2 separate regions of the Mus musculus genome follow, and region 2 is linked to region 1. The links are chromatin contacts, called in public Hi-C maps. All regions are on one chromosome and are shown on one strand. The core of a region is the stretch at or near the end of the contact, and the rest is flanking DNA. Distances in the headings are between cores, read along the strand shown.

Evidence for each region. A called contact is a pair of places that touch in the nucleus more often than the background predicts.
Region 2: a Hi-C map of liver shows a contact between it and region 1, with 2.7 times the contacts expected there. The contact joins two enhancer-like sites. A contact is called at or near these places in 1 of 484 Hi-C or Micro-C datasets (liver), 1 of 115 datasets of contacts at active chromatin or transcription factors (kidney) and 2 of 9 other capture datasets (embryonic stem cells and embryonic tail).

What each region holds. Positions count from the first base shown.
Region 1 is chr8:88,858,693-88,864,563 of GRCm38.p6, reverse strand. No RefSeq gene overlaps it. Among named protein-coding and RNA genes, the nearest start is that of Gm42034, 21 kb to the right of the region's middle. Within about 2 kb of position 1,278, at least 5 of the 459 cell types and tissues checked have an H3K27ac peak or open chromatin away from gene starts, as enhancers often do. A contact at or near this core is called in liver, where this site is marked.
Region 2 is chr8:89,313,888-89,319,671 of GRCm38.p6, reverse strand. No RefSeq gene overlaps it. Among named protein-coding and RNA genes, the nearest start is that of Gm35542, 97 kb to the right of the region's middle. Within about 2 kb of position 2,036, at least 34 of the 459 cell types and tissues checked have an H3K27ac peak or open chromatin away from gene starts, as enhancers often do. A contact at or near this core is called in liver, where this site is marked.

The DNA.
Region 1 (5,871 bases), core at 29-2,528:
CTACTTCTGGGCTTCTCTAAGGCCCCTCGCACACCCTTGCTACACCTCTGCCCTGAGGATGACAGCCAGAAGGGCCATTTGTAGAGGAGAGATGACTGCACACCTTAACTTGGATTTTGTCATTCCTGCTGGCTATGTCTACTTCAGAGCAGCTTGGCAGGAGGCAAGCGAGATCCCCACATTCTGCTAATTGTCTCTGTAGTTTGATGGGCCAGAGGTCACAGACAAAGGGTCATGAGTGCCAGAAAGAGTCCATCAGAAGACCGTCTTCCAGGAACCTAAATCTCTGTTCTAGTGGAGAGGGCATTATCCACAGTGCACTGTAGGGCGTGTTTCTCCTCCAAGACTCTCCCTAGTACCACAAGATGGCAGTCTCTGGAGGATACAGAAATGCTACCCCCAAAACGGTACCCAATGTGGGTGACTTCTAGGGTACGTCCAGCTTGCTACTAGCCTGTGATCTACCCTGAAAAAGACTGCTTCTGCTAATTCTGCCATCAACCATGAGCAGTAGAGAGAGAAAGGTAAGACTCAAGGACCCAGTGGGTCTCAGGAGAGAAAGAAGAGGGGAGAAAGCCACCATGACAGGAGATGGACCATGGCCAGAGGAAACAGCAAGGAACAAGGGGCAAGTGGCTGGGATGTAAGTTAGAATAGCTCACAACCTGCCCAATCTAGGCTTACAGCTTGTTAGTAAAATACCAGGACTGTGGGGTATTTTTGTGGTTGTTGTTTTGTTTGTTTGTTTTTAATACGGGCTAGATAGAATATATAATTCCTTTTACAAGACTCAGCCTCTCAGGTTCTTTAGTTCTCTCCCTGATGAGAATCCAGATCCCTGGAGGTGATAGAATAAGACACCAGAAAAAATAATCCCAGCTCTGTAGAGAGCCCAGCCCGTCACCATTTGTCCTCTTGTTCTCAGTATGGAGTACAAGAAGACCTCAGAGAAAGGCCATTAACCAGGTAAGCTGAGGCCACAAGTGGAAAGACAAGGAGCTCCAACTGGATTGTGACCAGTTGTGCACACTCACTGGGGTGACCGTTCACACCTCTCAGTCTCTGAGTCACTAGAGGATGCTCAGTTAATCAAGGTGCTCTGGGGGCTTTTGGACCTGCAGGTCTAGTGTGGGAACCGTGCTATGTGGCTGGATGCTTTCCTAACACCCACCACCCGGGATGTCTCCTATGCCATTGGAGTGTCCTTTCCAGACTCCTGAGTACACCCTTCAGGCGCCAAGTCTAATGTGACCTCTTCAAATTCATAATGTGTATGAAATAAGCAGAAAACGGCCCAAGGTGAGTCACTCATTAATCACAAGCAAAACAGGCCCTGACCAAGGCCATAGCAGGAAGCATAAAACAGAAAAGGGGAAGAAGAGTTGCCCAATCTCTTTATTTAATATTAACTACTTTATGTTTTTCTCATCTGAATTCTGAGAAAGCTTGCTTCCCACTCAATCCAAAGTCAATTGTCCTTGAATGCCTGGGTGCTCGCTTTGCGGATGCTGTATGCAGCGTGCCTTTGAGCCACGGCCCCTTGAAGGAAAGACGTGCAGCTGGCAGTCCCACCTCCACCTCTTTCGGCAAGACCTTAGTAACTAAGCAAGATCTTAGTAAGGTTTTTTTGAGTATGGCCTGATAGAATCAGGGGGAAACCAACAAATGGTTTCAGGACCTAGCTTTTGTCCTTGGAGTTTCAAACTTCACTGGTAAGAATGCTAGGAGCCATCTATCAGTCCTACTGGGCTATGGCCAGCGCAGGCATGCCCTTCTTCTGGGAAGAAGACTAAGGTATGTGTAGACTGCTCAACTGCATTTGCTCTCAACTGGGTCATATGATAGAAACTAGAGACGGGTAATATGGAGGACCCCATTTTATACATGGGCAAAGTATGGATGATGCCCAGCATGGGGTGCTTTCTGATCCCCTCTCCCCCAGAGACACACACCTTCCCAGACCTTCCCAGAAGCAGGGCCTGAGGTTCTATGCCTCTAAAGGGCAGCTGCTGCTTGCAGATGGGGCATCTGCCCCCAGGACTGCTAGTTTGTCTTGAGTAAGAAGACTTGGAGTTTGGCAGCTATTGCCCTTTGTGAGGCTGTGCTTCCCGCCAGTCAGGGAGCCCATTGTCTCTATCCAGCTGAGGAAATAGCTAGGCTCCAGCATGCACTGATTAGCTTGTGGCTCCCTGCAAAGGTGGCAGGGCCCGACTGGTATGGGTACGCCTCCTGTGTCATTTGCACAGCATGGGAGTGCTATAATCCAAAGGTGCAATTCAGAGGCTTGTCTCCCAAAAGCAAGATGAGGACAAGGCTGGAGATGATAATCAAGGCTGACGCAAATTACCTGGTGTTTGCTGGAGCAGAATGGAACAGAGGGAGCTTCAGGGGGCAAATCGGGTTGGCCCCATCTCCCTGGTGCTGAGGCTGGCTTTTCGGTTGGGAGCTTGGGCAGGGGAAGTACTCCAGTGAACTCTGTTTGGGCATCATTTGGAAACTCTATGATGTCAGAGATTTATCTGCATAGAAATCTCAATGCATCGCTGAAGCCAAATCCCTTGAGAACCTTCCACGGTGCAGACAACTGACTCTTATCCTGAGCATTTCCAAATGAGAGTATCAAGGTTGCCACAATGGCAGCCATATTGTCTGGCACCATAGTGGTGTAAAGCCTACTTAGAAGTCAACTACCCCTTCAAGAACTACCCCTACTCCACTACAAGAAGAGGAAATTGATGCCAGGAAAGAAAAGATCGGAGCCAAGGTCCTACGGAGCACTAGAAATGGATCTTTCAACGGCCTCTTCATTCTTCCCTTGTCTCTCCCTCTCTTCCTCCTTTGGCACATATATTCATTTAACAAACATTTGTTGAGGACATGTTTTGTGCCAAGTGCTACTTCTGGTACCAAACATCCCTACCTTCCTCGATGGGGAAAAAAAGCACTAAATGGGAAGAACAGGTGCTAATCAAAGAACCACTGCTTGGGTGGGTGGGGGACTTGACATTGCACGGGGGGCAGTAAGAATCTTCATCTGTGAAATGGGCTCCATTTGCCCTGCCTCCCTTCCCACCTACACAGCTAGCTCATCCAGGACATCAGCAAGAAATAGACTTTTTATAAACATAAAAGCAAATTCTCCAAATGCTGAGTTTAGCCTCACTCTGATAAGTATTCAATAAATGTTTGTTGAATTGAATTGCTGAATTGAATTATGCTTCAAAAATCAAGCAAGGATTAGCAAGAATTCCCAGCACTAACCACAGTGTTCATTCAATTTTCCTGTCTGGGCAGAGAAGACATTTGTAAGAATGTATGAGCTGGGAGGACTCTAGGCAGTAAGCTGGTCATACCAGCTATCCATTTTACAGAATGGGAAATCAAGGCCCAGAGAAGGGAAAGACTGTTGAAGATCATATATGAAAAAGAGTCAGAGCCAGAGATGCCAGCTTCCTGATAATCTGAGTGACTGAAATGATGGTGAAGAAGAAGATGGAGCCATCTTGTCCCCAGTAAGCTAGAGGCTGTTCTGTGTGTGGAGAGTCCTAAGGAAGGAGACATCTTCCAGCTGTTAATTAAAGTTCTATTATCAGTTCAGTCCTCCAAGTCCCCGGAATCTTTCACAATCCACACCATTAATGTCTGTGTCTGATAGATGTTGATTGTCTGCTCCGTTTATGTTCTAGAAAAGCACCCACATTTCTCTTTGCTGAGCCACACTCTCTCCCTTCCTATTCTCAATCCACAAGGTTTGGGTATGGCAGAAACTATGCATTTCCAGAGAACACAGCCACATGCCTCAGGCCCAGCCAATCAACTCATCACCTGTCTCAGGTCCAGCTAATCAACGAATCCACCTCCCTAGCTGACATGGATGATTCAGAGAAGAAGGTGACATTAAAATGTGACCCAATGTCTGCTGACTTATGGGTAGAATAAATCTTTTATGGTTTAGTCAATGGAATGTGTATTACTGGTGGAACCTAGGTCATGTAACCACACTTCACATGAAGGTATGCCATTTTCCGTTCCTATTATCAGAACAGGGGCAGTCCAGACACACACTGAATCAACAGATAAGTGTGTCTGCCATCTTGGATGAGTGTCCAATGCTGTGCAAAATGCAACATTCAAGAGACTATACCTGGGACTTGGCAGGACCCAACTGTAGCTTGGCTTTTGCTTTGTGGGTTCTTTTTTCTTCCAATCTTCTCCACCCTTTTCCTTCCACCCTTTAGACTCCCTAGCCTTAGATAAGAGGGAAAAAGGATAGAGAAGAAAGGAAAGAGATCCCTGAATAAAGAGAGGGGCTGGAAAGGGGGTGACAGTATAATTAGACTACTTCCTGCTGACTAGGGACATCAAGTTCCTTGGGGCAAGTTTCATCTTTGCTGTCAGGATATCTAAGTCCTTCTTGTTATTTCTTCTCTGAGTACAATTACTAACACATCACAACCAATCCTCCCGAATGACCAACAACTGCCACCAACCCACTCACACCTCTTGGGAGCCTAATATTTACATACCCCCTGGAAAGTCTCCAGAGTTCCAAAAGTCACACACTCACAGAAACTATCTGCAGCTGGCAAAGTCATGCCCTTGTCAGAGCACGAGGCAAATCACAGTCAGCTGCTACGAAGAACCTGAAGCAGCCCCATACCCCACAGCTGGGATCAAAATGAAAACACATTCTTATTTCTGTGTGTTTCAGAGAGACCAAAACTCCAAAATTGTCACTGCACCCAACAGTGGAGGAAACTTCTGTTTCTACTCTAAATAAAGATAAAGAAACTAAGTTCTGGAGAAGTACTTTTCTGGGTCACACAACAAGGACATTGTAGACTCCTGTGCTTTATAGTCCAGGATCACAAAATAGATTTGAATATATTGGGGATCTAGCTGGAAGCAATATTAGATTTCAGATGAACCTGGAATATGTCAGGCATTCAGGAGTCTTTGGGGGTTTAAATTTGAGAGGGTCTCCCAAGACCTGATCCTGAGGAAGAAGTTCAATAATGAGGGTCTTGAACAAGGAAGAAAAGTCTGGTCACAGAATGTAAAGAAATGACAATGAATGTTATGTGGTGGGGTCAGGGTGAATCTTAATGTCTCCTGGGGCTGCCATGTAGCCAACTTCAAAGTCCTGTGAACAAGAGAGTTGAAGGTGGCACTACAAAAGAGAGTCCCCTAAACTACACCGAGGGGCTGAGGATACAGACAGTGTTGCTTTGGGACTCCTCCGGCAGGAATATCCTGGGGAGGGAAGCCCTCTCAGCATTGTTCCTGCAGACCTCCATGAAGCCTTGCACTAGGAGGACCAGAGCATTGGCAGAGGTGCTCAGAGCAGTATCATCCCCACAGGAGACTGGTTCGTGATGACAAAAGATGATCTCTAGGGCTGGCGAGATGGCTCAGTGGTTAAGAGTACCAACTGCTCTTCTGAAGGTCCTGAGTTCAAATCCCAGCAATCACATGGTGGCTCACAACCATCCGTAATGAGATCTGATGCCCTCTTCTGGTGTGTCTGAGGACAGCTACAGTGTACTTACATATAATAAATAAATAATTTAAAAAAAGAGCTCTCTAAAGTACCCATGGAGACAGAGGTTCCAAGGGGAGGTTTCAAGGGGCAAGAGGTCCTGTGGTAGCAGGTTGGACAAGAGGCAGAGGAACTCTATGGTGAGCTACATAGCCTGCGCCACACAAGCCTGTGTGTCTTCTGTAAGCTTCTCCTTTCACCTTCCCAACCTTGCTGTTCACCCCACGGACTGACGTGCCTTAACTACAGATCCAGGAGCCTGTGCCGTCTGGCTTCTGGCTAGATTCTACCACTGAGGGACATTAGCTGATCTGTCCCCAGAGTTTCCACGG
Region 2 (5,784 bases), core at 787-3,286, 450 kb before region 1:
TTGGAACTATCTCAAGGGTGAGACCTCGAGGAGGAGATGAACATGCAAGGTGCTGGTTCCAGAAGACAGCACTTTGCCTTGTCTCTTCTCCAGACGTGAAGGTGATCCCACTTGCCTGTTTGATGAGATCTAGAATCATCTGTGTGATGGCCTTCTAGCATATGTATTGGGGATTATCATGATTAAGTTAGATGAGATGGGAAGACCTGTCCATCATAGGTGGTACAACCCCGTGGGTTGGGATTCTAGACTATATAAAAGAAGAAGACAGACTGCACACAGACATTTACCACTGCTTCTTGACTGTGGATGCAGAATTACCAACTAACTGCCTTAAGTTTATGCTACCCTGACTCCCAACCATGATGGGCCACACGCTGAACTACAAGCAGCAACAAACCCTACCTCTCTACATTTCTTTCATTGGGGTGTTTTGTCATAGCATCAGACAAGATAATCAATCCAATTGTTAAAATTAAATCACTTTTATTTATCCAAAGGAGAGTCATCTCAGTATCCTGTGTCTTGTAAGTAATAGTGATTCATGTTATAGACTCACTCATGGATCAACATTTAAAGACGTTGGCACAATTTAATCAACTTAGTGGACATCATATTCAAACAAAAGTAATATAAAATGGTTTATAATCTGTGACTCAAAAAATTCTTTGTGAAATTCGCCTTACATGTGTGCAAATGCATGTTCACAGGGGAGGGTAAAGAAGGATATTAAATGACTCATGTTTACGACAAATATTTTAATATTTTTAAAGGCAATCAAAATGCCTATCAGTGGGGAAATGGTTAAACTAAGGCTTTTGGAATCCCGCTTCAAATTATTGTAAGTAATTGTATATTATAAAGAATTGGAAAAGCCTAGTCATATTCTGATTCCCATTTACACAAAATTTGAATATATACAGCCTAATAATGTATTATTATAAATAACATTATTTTAAAATGTATATCAAAAATCACGAAGGAGCTGTAGCAAGCCGTTAATAATGGAGGCATCGTCTTTATAATCAATGTGTGGCTTAAATCACTCACCGTGAACATGTCGTCTTAGATTATTTGTATAGTTTAAAACATAAATAACAGCTGGCATCTTTTCACTCATTAAGAAAGATGTTTAAGAAAGCAAATGAAGCTGAAGGAACTAAAATCTCATAGCTGTGTGAGCGGCTGATTTGTAGGAAGTGAGTGACCACCTTCACATATCCCTGGATGTCATCAGAGCACCCAACAATTCTGGTACCTATTCCTCAAAAAAAAAAAAAAATATCGAAATAGCCTCAAAATGTCTGTTTGAAAATGTCAAAAAAAAAAAAAAAAAGCAAAAGAATTACACAACCATAAAAGACTTCATTCTGAGTGGACTTCAGGTCAGGTGTATATGAGGTCACATGTACCAACCAGGAACTGACCATCCAAACCAGGCAAGGGAGGGGTCACAGAGTGAACTTCACACTTGGCGCTTTTTCTAAGCCTGCGGATTCAACTTCTGGTTAATGCTTAGCTAGCCTGGAGGAGGGGACAGAGGAACCGGCTTGTAGGCATCTGATTTTCATGCCGCCTATATTCACTTAAGAGGCTGCTATGGGGCTGCTGTGATGTGGGGTTGGGAGTAGATTCTCAGAGGCCATCCCATGGTGTTTCCTCAGTGGAATCAGAGCATGGGTACTTAACCGTGAACAAGCAGGGAGAGCCCTGGAAAATGATTATGTATGGCTATCTTTGTTTTGCAAGGGATTTTTAACTGTGCCGCGTGAATTTTAGTAACAGTTGCGCTTTAAATCGCCATTCTCACCACCGGCTGGCTCCCTGGAGCTCCGACGCACACTGCTTGCCTGTAATAGCTCGTGGAGATGCCTATCCGAAGCATTTCCACAGAGGATGCTTCGAGAAAGTGGCCAAGTAGATGCTAATCAGAATTAGAGAGAACACCGTGTTTGGCTCTAGAAATATAAACAGACAGACTGTTTGTGCAGCAGCCTGACACAAGTTTTGGTGGGGAGAGACGCTCACTGATTCCCCCACGCAAGTTGTATAAGCAGGAAAGGGGAGGGCCATCAGCTCTCTGCCAATGGGGGTGAGGGTGCACTTCTGAAGCTTGTAGTCAAAGGAAATTCAAACCACAGCAGACCTAAAATGCCCTGTCCCAACATGCTCTAGGAGTTGGGATATTCTGTCATGAGTTAACAGAGGGTAATTGCTGTTCTTTTAAGTGCATTAGAATATTTTTCTGGGTTTTTTGTTGTTTTGTTTTGGGTTTTGGTTTTTTGTTTGTTTGTTTTTTACTAATGAGACCTTCATCTACCTCCGGTCATGTGAGAATTTTTCAAACTGAAGTTACATGCTTGGCTATACAAAAAACGAGGATGTTTATAAAAAGCAACCAACCCTAATATGGTCACCGGTCTTGTTTGTGAAATGGAATAGAAGAGGATGCTGAGCCCCCAGTGGCGAAAGATCCATTTAACTGCAAAAGTAGATGAATTTTTGTTGCAAATTTTTACGAGGTTAAAACATAACTGATTGCAAGTAAGGAGCGAACGCAGGAAGGGAAGGGGTGAGATCCCAGCACCTGGGGCGATCTCGGCGTCTGATAAATGCCAGATTTACTGCCAAAGTGAGATTGATAAATACTAACTAAATCACAGCCACGCTTGGGGGCAACTCAGTTATTTTTTCCAGACCCCCCCCCCCAGGAACACAAAACAGGGAACTCAAGTCAGGCATGACCAAACCTGAAGAATTTGACTCTTCCATCCTGCTGCTGGCTGAACTCCTCGTGATTTGGGCCGACTATGGGGGGAAGCCTGGGGGCTGGAGGGCTGGAGGGCTGGGATGGCATAGGGAACCAGTGCTTAATCTGGCCAGGGTTCTGGGGGGAAGGCCTTGCAAAGGGTCAGCTTAGCTCGGTCTTTCATGAATAAACACCCTAATTGGGGACACCATGGATAATGGATCTGACTGCTTTCATGGGGAGGTGGGATCATGATTTGCTAATTAGATATTCCTGGGGTGGTGGAGGCGCCCTAGCTGGCCCTGAAGGATTACTAGTTAACGGAATTTTAGAAGTCAGGAGTACAGACTGACAGAGCTACAATAAATAGGAGGAGGAAAGCATTGCTCCTCCTGCAGTAGCATGGACAAGGAAGTGCCTGGCATGCAGTGTCACCAGTCTCTATGGCCAGCAGTGACCTTTTGAGCTGGATCCCTCCCCCATGAATGGTCCAGCACCAAACATCCCCTCCCTGCTTAGTTCAAGAGATAAAATATCCTCTCTCCAGGCCTCATCCTCAGAATGTGGGGAAATCTTCACAGAGGACAGAAAACTGTGCTCTGAAGCCTCTAGATGTGAGCTGGAGACAGGATGCCACCATTTTCCAAAGCAGGTACAGAAATGAGAGAAAGGATGCTTCTAAGCTGTCCTTATGAGGGAGGAGAGCAGTGTCCAGGCAGGGAACCACTGAGGACAAGCACGCTACCAGAGGACACCATATCCTAGTGAACATCCAAGTTCTCTTTCGGAGAGAAAGCAAAATAAAACATCTTTCTGACAAATGATATATGTAATCCAAGATCTAGGGACTCTCCCAGCTTCTGGGTCATGCACGTGAGCAGTGGGTGTACTAACCTAGGCCCTGACCACTTTCTACTTTCTAGAGGGTGGAGCTCTTCCTGAACTTCAGCTCCCTCAGATGTGAACCTCAGATATGGTTCTACTTCTGCCTGAGAAGGGTCTTGAGGAAATAGCTCCTAAGCCTGGAGAAGAATGGAATGGCTCTCACTCAAGGCTGCATAAGGAGAGGGATCGGTGACTTCCATTTCCCCGAGTTTGCTGACACACAGGCAGCTGACACAAACTTTCACCTGGAAATATTGACCATTTATTGGGCTCTTTTTATGTGGTAAGCACTACCTTTCCTGTCTGTACCATCTCATAATTTCTTCCAAGATCCTGGAGTGTTAAGGACTATCCATTTACAGATGGGGAAACTGACTTGTTTGCAGCCATGATTGCCTGATTAGGGCAGTCGTGGAAATTATTGGTTTTCTCTACTATACTCTAGCTTGAATTTTTCCCTATTGGTTGGTTATATTATTTACTTTATATATATATTATTTCCTGGAGACAACCAAGAAGATGGGTGGTACCTGGATTTGATTGTAGAAAAGTAATTTATTTCTGTAGAAATGATAAGAACAGATTTCTAATAAAGGATACAGTTTGAATGCAAATGGCAACTCTCTCTTAACCTTAATTTTTTTTTTAATTTTCTCACCTGTAAAAAAATGACCTACTGGAACAATCACGTTAAATTCCCTCCCATCTCCATTTTGATGTTTGCTACCACTGGGGCATTTCTGCTAGTTCTAAATGAACTTGTTATAGACAATACAGATTTCTTCCAAGACTCGTTGTTTACAATGAGATATGGCCTGCCTCTGTCACTGTGTGCATGAGCCTGTTTCTGTCTCCTTGGGCTATCTCTCCTGGCATTGGGGGGGGGGGGGAGGATAAGCCCTCCATATGGCTCATTTGTTATTCATGAGCTGATGTGAGTTAATGTGTTTTGCACTTTAACAACTGTTCCACACTATACCATGCCTCCATGTTTGCTCATACACACTCTAAAGTGTGGGGTCCTGCATCCTAATAGAGGTGCATTTACTTCATTATGGTATGTTCGCTAAACGAAGTACATAGACAGAAAGCTAGAAATTAAAAGCTCCAACTCTGCTCCTGTACCTTAGTGAATCAGAGGAATCCAAGCTGCCTCTTCTGGGAGACCCATAGCATGTAGGTAGTGGTGGCCTTAGTCACTCTGGGTTTCTTTCACGGGGATTTCAGAATGAACATTTATTAAACAGAAGGGTCTGCAACTCACGAGCTTAGAGACAAACGGTGAGAGAAAGAGGGAAGGCCAGACATGTATAGGAACCTTCCCAATGGTTAATTCCACTTTGGTTTAGGACCTCCCATTATGGATATGTAAGGGACAAACAGGGCCCAAATTCTGCCAACTTCTTTGCCATGTCCTAAAATCTAAAGGAACTCTTTTGAACCTTATCACAACCCAAATCCCTTGGGGAAATACTGCATTAAACTGGATTAGCGCCTTTCACCAGAGTATAAATCTGACAGGTGTAGATAACGCAGAGAACAGAGAAACCTGTAGTAAGATCAAAAGAAACTAGGGAACTACAAAAGAGCAAATCTTGGAGACTGGGGCACCCAGATCTGGTCCTGGGCTACATTTGACCTTCATCCCTGCTACCCTAGTTTTGATTGGAAACAGAAGCACCCATCCCGTAACAGAGCATATTCCCTGTGTGGCTCCGAGCATAGCTGAGGTTCCTGAACCTATTAAAGAGGCTCCAAAGACTGTTTTTCCAATTTCCCCCAGAATCTCTCTCTAGACTTCCATAACACCAGGAAGTCCTGCCTTCCTGCCCTCTCTGAGTACCATCTCCCATCTCCTAAGCCTTACTAGGGGAGGGACACATTAATCACATGCTAATAGACAAGTAAAAATGACTTCCATAGTGTAGCAGTGAAGGTGTGCAGATGTACATCAAGGAAACAGAGGGAAAACAGAAAGACAAAGACTGAAAAAGCCAGAGAGAGCCAAGGAGGCAGAAGGCACAAGTAAGCTGCTCATCGCGGTTGGCAAAGTAAACACTTTTAACAAGAAAAGAATCAACAGAAAGTGTGCATGCCCCTGCTGATCAAAACCAAGTGGAGGTTCAATATCGATGCTACTGAGACTCGAC